Linked DNA regions of Mus musculus: region 1 is linked to region 2. The links are chromatin contacts, called in public HiChIP or PLAC-seq maps. All regions are on one chromosome and are shown on one strand. Each heading gives the region's core, a stretch centred on a gene start, on an enhancer-like site or on the middle of the called end of the contact. The rest is flanking DNA. Distances are from core to core; before and after follow the strand shown.

The links. HiChIP or PLAC-seq counts read pairs in DNA pulled down with a chosen protein or histone mark.
Region 1: an H3K27ac HiChIP or PLAC-seq map of embryonic stem cells shows a contact between it and region 2, with 5 read pairs. The contact joins two enhancer-like sites. A contact is called at or near these places in 1 of 15 datasets of contacts at CTCF or cohesin (large pre-B cells), 1 of 484 Hi-C or Micro-C datasets (nephron progenitors), 8 of 115 datasets of contacts at active chromatin or transcription factors (craniofacial prominence, embryonic limb bud, embryonic stem cells and 2 more) and 1 of 9 other capture datasets (embryonic stem cells).

What each region holds. Positions count from the first base shown.
Region 1 is chr10:116,805,074-116,810,175 of GRCm38.p6, forward strand. The region is part of intron 13 of Myrfl (myelin regulatory factor-like); the gene reads right to left. Among named protein-coding and RNA genes, the nearest start is that of 4930579P08Rik, 78 kb to the left of the region's middle. Within about 2 kb of position 3,373, at least 9 of the 459 cell types and tissues checked have an H3K27ac peak or open chromatin away from gene starts, as enhancers often do. A contact at or near this core is called in embryonic stem cells, where this site is marked.
Region 2 is chr10:116,561,611-116,566,793 of GRCm38.p6, forward strand. The region is part of intron 1 of Cnot2 (CCR4-NOT transcription complex, subunit 2); the gene reads right to left. Among named protein-coding and RNA genes, the nearest start is that of Cnot2, 17 kb to the right of the region's middle. Within about 2 kb of position 1,316, at least 36 of the 459 cell types and tissues checked have an H3K27ac peak or open chromatin away from gene starts, as enhancers often do. A contact at or near this core is called in embryonic stem cells, where this site is marked.

The DNA.
Region 1 (5,102 bases), core at 2,123-4,622, 250 kb after region 2:
AACCAAGGAGGTCTATGGAAGCCCCTGATTTTGTCAGTTGGCCATTTGTCTATATTGGAGGTTGCATGCTATCTCCCTACCCAAATGGAGAATCTGTGGTGGGCGGCCATTGTGTTGACTCTTTGTTAAATAGCAAATGACAGCAGGCAAATTGAGAGGTGCCAAGTTAGCAGCTTGGAAAAGCAGGAAGCTTTGGGAAACAAAGGACCAAGAGGTTCATCTCTGAGGCCCTTGTTTGCATTAAGGGTGTGTGTTTGAGTGTGTGTGTATGTATGTGTGTGAGTATGTGTGTGTATATATGTGTGTGAGTGTGTAAGTATGTGTATATGTGTATGAGTGTGTATATGTGAGTGTGGGTATGTGTGTGTGTATATGTGAGTGTGGGTATATGTGTATGTATGTGTAAGTATGTGTATATGTGTATGAATGTGTGTATGTGTGTATGTATGTAGTATGTATGTATATGTATATGTATGTATGTGTATGTATGTGTGAGTGTGTGTATATGTGTGTGAGTGTGTGTATGTGGGAGGGTATGTATGCATGTGTGTGAGTGTGTAAGTATATGTATATGTGTATGAATGTGTATATATCTATGTGTGTGTGTGAGTGTGTATATGTGAGTGTCCGTAAGTATGTTTGTATGAGCATGTATGTATGTATGTGTGTGAGTGTGTATATGTGAGTCTCTGTGAGTATGTGTGAGTATGTCTGTGTGTATATGTGTATGTGAATGTGTGTGAATGTGTGTGTATGTATGTGTGTGAGTGTGTGTATGTGTGTGAATGTGTGTATATGTGTGTGATTGTATGATTATGTGTGTGTGTACCTGTATTCTCAAATTTACCCCCAAAAGTGTTTTTCTCCTAAAATCTCATTAGATAGCCTTTTAGAAATCGATCTAAAAAACTCTAGTGACAAAACATGCAATGGAGCAGAATTTAGCATTAACCTATCAAAATTCCACATGTGCTTATTTTCTGAGCCAGTATGCCCATGTCCAGAAATCTCTTCCCTAGACTGACTGGGAAAATGCAGTATAGTGGGGAGAGACTGACATACACTCAAACACTGTCAGCAGAGGCCCAGGGATGGAGGCCAGCTCTGCACAGCAGCAACTGCACTTTAGGAGGGAGGAGGAAACCTTCTCGTACTGACGCGCAGCAAAGCCTGTGATCGTGAGAGGAGAAGAAGGCAGCACAGGTGATCCACTGTCTATAGGAGGGGGAAGTTCAAAACGTATATTTTGTTTACGTTATCATTTAAAAATTTTATACATACTGGGAAAAAAGAAGCCAGGCAGGCAAAATGAATAAAACCAGATCCTCAAATAAATCTTCATTATATATGTTATATGTAATATATTATTTATGTGCATATATATATAAATTTGCCTTTTAAATAATGTGGTATTTTACCTTACATTCTCATTCAAGTGTGAATCTACCCTCTAATTGTTAAATGCATAGATCAGGTGGGCGGCTACACGGGTACAGGCCAAGAAACCAGCAAAGGACACAATGTGACTAAAAGAAAGGACATTCTAAGGGAGTGGGGTCCGAAAACCAACCAAATGCAGCCCACACGAAAACCCCATCTGGAATCTTAACTGCTTTGTAAGGCTACAAAGATGGAAACTATTTCCTATCTTTAACCATGATCAAGTATAATAAAAAGACATTTCTGACCCACTAACAGTGAGCATGTTCGTTGTGGTCTCTAAATACTGCTCACTGAAGGGATCCAGGGATCTTGTGAGGAGGAATAGCCCCAGATTTGGGGCAGGCAGGACATGAAGAGAGAGCTCAGACACCTCTCTGTCAAAGCAGAAGATGACCACCCACGACTGTGAGTGTGTCAGAGTAAGCAGGACCCCCCTGAAGAGGCCAGAGGACATCAAAGGGCACACCTCGGGAGTAGATCAAAGGGTCATATGTGTTTTAAAAGCACCCACTGGCTATACCCAATTTAAAAATGTTTTATTGGTTGCCTTCAGAAGACATTAGAGGTTTAACTTTCTCTTTCAGAACACTCATAAATAAAGAAAGGAATGAACCTTTCGCTTCCTCAACTGTACGTCAACTATATATCTGGTGAGGAAATGTTCTTCGTTTTAATAGAATGCCAGTGACCAAAGAAAGAATGACAGAATATCATTGTTTGCTAACCCCACCAAATGATGGAACGTAATAGAAAATTTTTTAATTGTTTCTTAATGGCTGCCCAAACTATATGGACATCTGTATGCCTTTCGTGTTAAATTTACATAAAAACAAAACAAAACAAAAACATTTGTGAAATTTCAGCCCCGACTATCGTAAAATTTACCATAATTGGTAATTTTTTCTACATGGTAATGGTATGGTAGTTCCATTTTTAAGAAGTGGTCCTTCCCCTTCAAAAAGATATCAGGCTGGGAAGATAGCTCGTCAGGTAAAGCCTTGATTGTGCAAGCACAAAGATGTAAGTTAGGGACCCAGAACCTAAGGGGAGAGAAAGTCATGCAGGCACGGTAATACTCTAGCTCTAGGGAGACAGAGACGGGCAACCCCTAGGACTCTTTGTCAGACACTCACTCTACAGCAAGCAGCAATCCAATGAGAGACCCTGTTTCAAAAAAACAAGGTTGATGGCGTCTGTCTCTAAGGAATGATAGCCAAGACTGACCTATGACTTACACACACACACACACACACACACACACACACACACAGATAGACAGACATATATAGATATAAAGTATCTATAATAAAATGACATAACTCTGAAACTCAGTTTAAGTAATTGAGTTGAAGAAAGATAAGCATTTGTAGCAGGTTGGAACTGGAATCTTAGATGCTCTCTGTAGGCGGACTTGTAGCCAACCCCTGAACTGAGCACAGGGTCCTCCTCAATGGAGGAGTTAGAGAATGGACCGAAGTAGCTGAAGGGGTTTGCAACCCCATAGGAAGAATAACATCAACCAACCAGAATTCCTAGATATCCTAGGGACTAAGCCACCGACCAAGGAATTCACATAGAGGGACCCATGGCTCCAGCCGCATATGTAGCAGAGGGTGGCCTTGTCAGGCATCAGTGAGAGAAGAGGCCTTAGTCCTGTGACAGCTTGATGGAATGCGAGGGCGGGGAGGTGGGGAGTGAGTGGGTGGGTGGGTGAGGAACAGACTCATAGAAGCAGGGGGAAGGACATAGGATAGGGTCTTTTGTGTGTGTGTGTGAGAGAGGGGGTGTTTTCTTTTTTACATTTCAAATGTTATCCCGGAAAAGCGGATATTGCAGTGCTATATTGAAACGTTGTCACCCTTGGGCTGTGCACAGAGCTTTCAGAAGTGGGTCACTGGGGATGAGCCTTTGAGGGGTGTAGCCCAGGCTAGCTGCAGTCTGAGTCCTCATCTCCCGCTGCCTCATATTCTTGCCGCCATGAGCTACTCCACCACCAGGTACTAAACCTGAGTCACAATAAATGCTTCCTCCCTTAAGTAAATTCCGTCAGGTGTTACAGGAGTGAGAAAAAATAATTAATATACTCTGGACTCTGAGGAAGATGGGTGTGGGTTTCATTTCTGTGGTGGTTTGAATGAAAAATGCACCCCACGGGCTCACAGGGAGTGGTACTATCAGGAGGTGTGGCTTTGTTGGAGTGGGTGTGGTCTATTGGAGGAAGTATGTCATTGTGGGTGGGCTTTGACTTTTTTTTTTTTTAGAAGCTCAAGACACGCCCAGTGGCTCATTCTCTCTTCCTACCGCCTTTAGATTCAGATGTAGAAGTCTCAGATACCTCTCCAGCACCCTATCTGCCTGCATGCCGCCATGATGATAATGGACTGAACCTCTGAACCTGTAAGCCAGCCCCAAGTCGAATGTGGTCCTTTCTGAGACTTGCCTTGGTCATGGTGTCTGTTCCCAGCAGTAAAACCCTAATTAAGACAATTACTATTTTAATTTTATGTACATTAAAACTATTTTGGAGCACTGGAGAGAGGGCTTAGTGGCGAGAAGTGCACACAGCTCCTACAAAGGATGGGAGTTTGAGTCCTGGCAGCCACGTGGTCCCTCGAAGTTGCCTGTAACTCTAGTACCAGAGGGAATCTGATGCCTCTGACTTCTGGCCTTCTCGGGCCACTGCACTCACATGCACAGCACCAAAATAACAGTGATGGTGATGATGGTGATGGTGATGGTGATGATGATATGGGGGAGGAGGAGAGATTCATTAAAAAATTTTTTTTCTTTAAAAATTAAAAGATCTTCTGACAGAAACTGCTTTAAGGTTTCTAATGACGGTTCAGGCTTTCCTTTTGTTTAATAAAACTAAGGCAGGAGTTAATGAAGATAAGAATAGCATTCCGTGATTCCAAGACATCGTGGGTGTCATATTGCTACTCACTAAGCTTAGATTACAGGGGACGTTAAGCCACAACAAGGGGAATGTTTACAGCGGGTCACGTGGTCAGTAGATAACCAATTCAGCCGCCCAGATCCCGTTGCCCTTCATCCTCTCTGGCCTCTTCCCCCTCCACTCACACACGGGCAATCTACTCTCCTACAGCTCCCAAGCCCAGCCCACCCCACCCCTTTTCTCCACCATGTCCTGCCCTGCACACCCGCTCCTTTCTCTGCTTCTTTTTAGAGAAGGTTTTCCTCAACACAGTGTGACTTAGCTCTAACCCAAGCAGTGAAGAATGGTGAGGTCCTCTCCTAACTACTAATCAACTCTTCCCGCCATGCCTCCCCCAGAGGATTTCTAAGCCTGTCTTAGGAGATATAAGCAATTGCTGCATATGCCTAGTTATGTGTCAATAGTGATAAAAGGCCAGCTCTAATTTCTCTAGCTCAGAGTTTTTGGCACCATAGATCTTGTAGGAATCCTATAGGCAAGGAGATAATTCACATGTTTTCCTATTTGAGAAGTAATAAAGATGCAGGGAGAATTTATTACTTCTTACTGCTTATAATTATGGCCTGTCCTGACTTTACGGAAATTTCTAGGATCTTTTATTGCAATCAACTATGGCTAGAAGACTTAAAATTCTGACTTTTGTCCAGCATCTCAGTGAAACTTGTCAGTATGTTTAAAAATAGCTGTAAACGCCCCTGACCCT
Region 2 (5,183 bases), core at 66-2,565:
GCATCTAGAGCTTAGCTTTAAATAGACAAAAATAAATGCACCTTAGGTAGACTAACAAGTCAGAAATATCAATATTAGGAATGCAGAAAATACATGACTCCTGAGCCCCCAGGCACCAAAAGAAGGATAAGAAATACAAGAACTCTTACAAATAGACAATTTAAATGAGATGGCTTTGTCCTTTAGGTTCACTGGTAAGAGTCTGAACAGTCTTGCATCTGCTAATATTATTTAATTGACTAAGAAAACAACCACTACCCTCCTAGGCTCAAGGAGTCTCAAGGGTGTATAAGATATTTAAAGATACAATGTATCCACAAAGCAAATAAGGAGCTAATACCTCATTTTTATCATGTTTACACCAAACCAAAGACACTAAATGATGATGAAAAATTCAGATACAAATAAATACACCTATGGAGCAGATACACAAAAAAGATCAACAAAATGTCTGCACATAAAACTAAACAAAATGCCAAGGAGGTCTTCAGAGAAACGAGGCTCATTTAATATTTAAATTTCAATTAATGGAAAAAAGTCATTATTCAAAAAAAATTTTTTTAAACAAAGAAATAGTTCTCTCATGTGTCATTGTAATGAATATAGCAAAAGAAACTAGCCACATAATTACCGCAGACCATCTACTAACTCTCTTTTCACTCCCCTGTGTACAAAGTACTTCCCTACAGGAGGTTGGTCAGGTGCTGCTAAAGTATTCAAATGCTAAATCTGTACCCCAAGATCTGGTGGCTGCAAGACAAGCTTTTGTTGTGCAAACACCAGCTTTTGTTGTGCAAACCTTGCTCCCAAGTTTAAAACCAGTGGTAAAAAAAAAAAAAAAAGGCAACAGCTGACTACTGGGGAGAATAGAAGTAGGCGGGTTTTCAGCTACTCCGCTGGGGGTCCTGGGTAGGGACATGGGTGAGGGTGGAGAAGGAAAACGGAGTGAGTGAGAGAAGAAAGACTGGGAGGTCTCCATAAGTCTTGACTGGCCAACATCAAGTGCCAGAGTGAACTGCCTCCCCAGAACACCAGATTGCTCGAACAGAAATAACCTAGCAAGATTCAAACAGCGAGCATTTGGGGAGCAGAGTTGGGGAAGTAGCCAGACTAGTATTAGAGAATTAGATTATGGGTAATCCCCAGTAATTTTGCAGAGCCTAATAAATAAATCATAGTTTGATTCTCATTCATTTGAAGCTAGGCAGGGATAAGTGCAATTCTATTTTATACTTCCCCAAAAAGAGGTGAACAGACTTTCTTACTCCTGCCTCTCCACGGTCTTTGAATAGCCTTGACATACATGAAGAGGCATGTCTTTACATACACTCCACCTGCCTTCAACCCACCCACTCACACCACAGGAGCCAAATAGGCATAGGCCTGTATACTGGTTCAGATTCTAGAAAAGCAGAGAGCTTTGAAACTCCTCAAAAGAAATTAACTCAACTGGAAAGAAGTGTGGGGGAAATTCAAGCCTACAGTACACTCAAAAACACAGAGCATGGTGGCAACTTAAAGGACTAGAACTCAAGGTCAGTTGGTTTACTATAAAGAAAATTAGGGGGACAGATAGCTAGTAAGAGCCTTCTTGGGTTCAAACACCAAAGACTGGGCAGCGGTAAAAAGAAAAAGCCCATTACAGGGGCCAAACTTCAATCAGACAGACAATACACACCTCTTGAGAACCATCAAAGCCAACAGCGTAATTAGCACAACTAGTGAAGATAGATACCTGGGTGTGATACCAAGAAATTCTACAGACCTACAAGTGAAAGACACACAGATTTCACTGTTAAAAGAAATCACTGTCATCTTAGCCACGCCAATATCTCCAAGGCTTTATCCTCCAGAGTATGACATCAAATTCTTTCCAATGCAAAATATATACAATTTCATCGAAATAGCACAGCAAAGCCATTAAAGCAGTGAGAAGCCCAGAAAAGAGGAGCAGTGTGTGCAGAGATGCTGCCATATACTCAATACCTGGCCCTCCACAGACCACAAGTATAGAGAGTAATACACAAGGTAAAAAGCAGCCCAGTGTCACTCAACAGAGACTTCCAAGTAACCCTCATAAATATGGCCAGTAATTCAGGGGACCCATTAAATAAAGGCTTAGAAATAATGACAACACCCCATCAAATAATTATCTTTCAAAAAGATCTTAAGTCAGGCCTAGTGGTTGCTTTTTGGATAGAAGAGTCCTTAATTTTCCTATTTTGTCAAATCGTAATATAATTACAAACACTTTCCTCTTCCCTTTCATCCCTCCAACATTCCCACATCCCCCCTCCTTGCCCTTTCAACTTCATGGCTTCTTCTTTCATCAATTGCTACTATGTGCATACATGTGTACAAATATATACACATATATATTTCCTAAATACAACCTGCTCAGTCTATATAACACTACTCACATGTATGTTTTCACGGCTGACCATCTGGTATTGGGAGCCAATTAGTGCGCTCTTCCTGGAGAAAACTAACACTCTCACACACACACACACACACACACACACACACACTCTCTCTCTCTCTCTCTCTCTCTCTCTCTCTCTCTCTCTCTCTCTCTCGGCATTCCTTGGTGACTTGTAGTTCTGTGTCTGGCAGACTTTGCATGTCTATTGTTGCTGCCCTTCTCAGCTCATGTGGAGGCAGTCATGTTGGTGAGTATTGTAGCTTCAACCTTACCGGGAGACACAACCCCACTGGAGGAAAGCTCTTACAGTCAATCTTTCTGTCCCATCTTCTAAAATGTTCCCTGAGCCTTAGGTCAGGGAGTGCTTTGAGGTAGCCATTGGGACTGATTCCACAGCTTTCCACTTTGACGAGCTGTGCCTTTCTGTAGTGGTTTCTGTCTATTACAAAGAGAAGTTTCCTTGAGGACGACTCTGACTCCAGTTCTGAGGAGGCCCAGACATACTAAAGGCCTTTCTAGACTAGGCAGTGAGTTCATGGTCACTCTGAGCAACCGAATGAAACCTTGCTTCAATTTAAAAAAAAGTAAGAGAAGGCTGAAGATATAGCTTCATAAAGGGGTGTTTGCCCAACGTGTAAAGACTAAGATTCAATCCCCACGTTCAAATCCCAGTTCTACCAAACAAATAAGCAAACAAACACCTAATTCAACATTTAAAAAAAACAAAAACAAAGAAAAAAGGTAACAGAGTTGACAAGAGAAAGGTAAAGAAAGGGGCTCAAGCTAGCAAACTATGAAACTTGAGGAAATGGACAAATTACTAAAACATTATCAGGCTATCAAAATTGACAAAAGAAATAAGACAGTCAAAACTAGACCCATCACAAGTAAAGAGACCGCATTAACAACAGAAAATTTTCAAGAGGGAAGGCACGCGCCCAGAAGGCTTGAGTGATAGACTGGAAGAAAAAACTTAGTTTCACTTCAAACTATTCAAAACAAACGACTAGCCAGAAACCTTCTCACTAGCATCACTACCGTCAAGACGGCCACTGCCATGACATGGAAAGAAACTACAACTACGACGTAATATGAGCAATAAATGAGATGGGGTTATCCCAGAGACAGGACTTGCTCAACATACAATATTGTGCAATTTAATGTGCATTTTTAAATAAGGGACAAAACTCGCACATCATTAAAGGATATACAACTACAACCCTAACACTTGTAAAGCAAAGGCGGTGAAGGGACACCCTCGGTGGACACAAGATCCACTTTTTAAAATCGAAACCAGACCTAAAACCAAACCAACAACAAAAAATTTCCATCCAAAAGGGACATCCCCAAATCAGTAAAAAGTATTTACGAACGGAAGGCAGAGATAGGTTTGAGTGGGGGTGGGGGGTGAGGGGTAGTGCTTACCACTAAGCCTGAAGAGCCAAGTTTGAAAAGGTCCCTATGGCAGGAAAGTTGTGCTCTAATCTGCACATGAGCCTGAAGGCTTAGGTGTGCCCACATACACAAATAAACAAACAAATAAACAATGTGCTTCTTTAAAGTTATGGTTTAAAAAAAACATAGAAGCATAATGAACGGTGAAATAGTGAATGTTTTCCTTCTAAGAGCAGAGATGAGGCTGTCCACTCTTGCCACTACATGTGATCTTGTACTGAAGATCCTAGACAGAATCGTTAGGCAACAAAATGAAATAAGAAGTGCTGAGTCTGGAGAGGAGGTGAAAGCCTCTAGTTGCAGATGACATTATTAGATCTACAAAAAATCCTAAGGCGCTCACTAGAATAATGATTTTATAGCAGTTTCATAGCAGTGTGGATTTTCATAATCTTTAACTTATCAAAATGGCTTAAATGAGGACGTTCAATGGGGTACAAGGCATATAAACCAATATATAAAAAATCACATTTTCATGCAGCAATAACGAACCCCATAAAGAAAACAAGCAATTCCATTTCCCAAGCATCAGAGAGTAAAATACTTAAATTTCATACACAAAAATTATACTGTGAAAGCTGTACAAAATAATGGAAAGAAATTAAAAAACTATATCAACGAAAGTCACCCAAGTCTAAAGATGAGAAGTGGCAATACACCACAATGAGCTACAAGTTATACAGCAGCTGGCTCCTCGGCAAAAGCAGACAAGCGAATCCTAAGAGTCAGATGGAAATTCAAAAGATATATTGACCAAAACAATCTAGAAAAAGGACAAAGTTGGAGAATTTTCATTTTCAGTTTTCAAGCTTGTAGCATGGAAGCAAAAGATACTAGCATACGTAAGAGTACAGTAAAATAGAATTGATGGTTAATATAAACCTTCACGTTCATATTCAATTCATTTTGGAAAAAATGCCAAAATAATCCACTGGGAAGAAAAATTATCTTTGTGTGAATACATCTATGCTATAAACCTTGTACACTTTTTTTTTTTAAGATTTATTTATCTATTATATGTAAGTACACTGTAGCTGTCTTCAGACACTCCAGAAGAGGGAGTCAGATCTCCTTACGGATGGTTGTGAGCCACCATGTGGTTGCTGGGCTTTGAACTCTGGACCTTCAGAAGAGCAGTCGGGTGCTCTTACCCACTGAGCCATCTCACCAGCCCCCTTGTACACTTTTTACTACCCAATCCCTTTCTCATAACTTACGCATAACTGTTAGGTGTAGTAACACAAAGCCTAGATATTTTAACATACTTCTGACTTTTTTTAAAGTTTTTTTTTTTCCAAGTATTTAC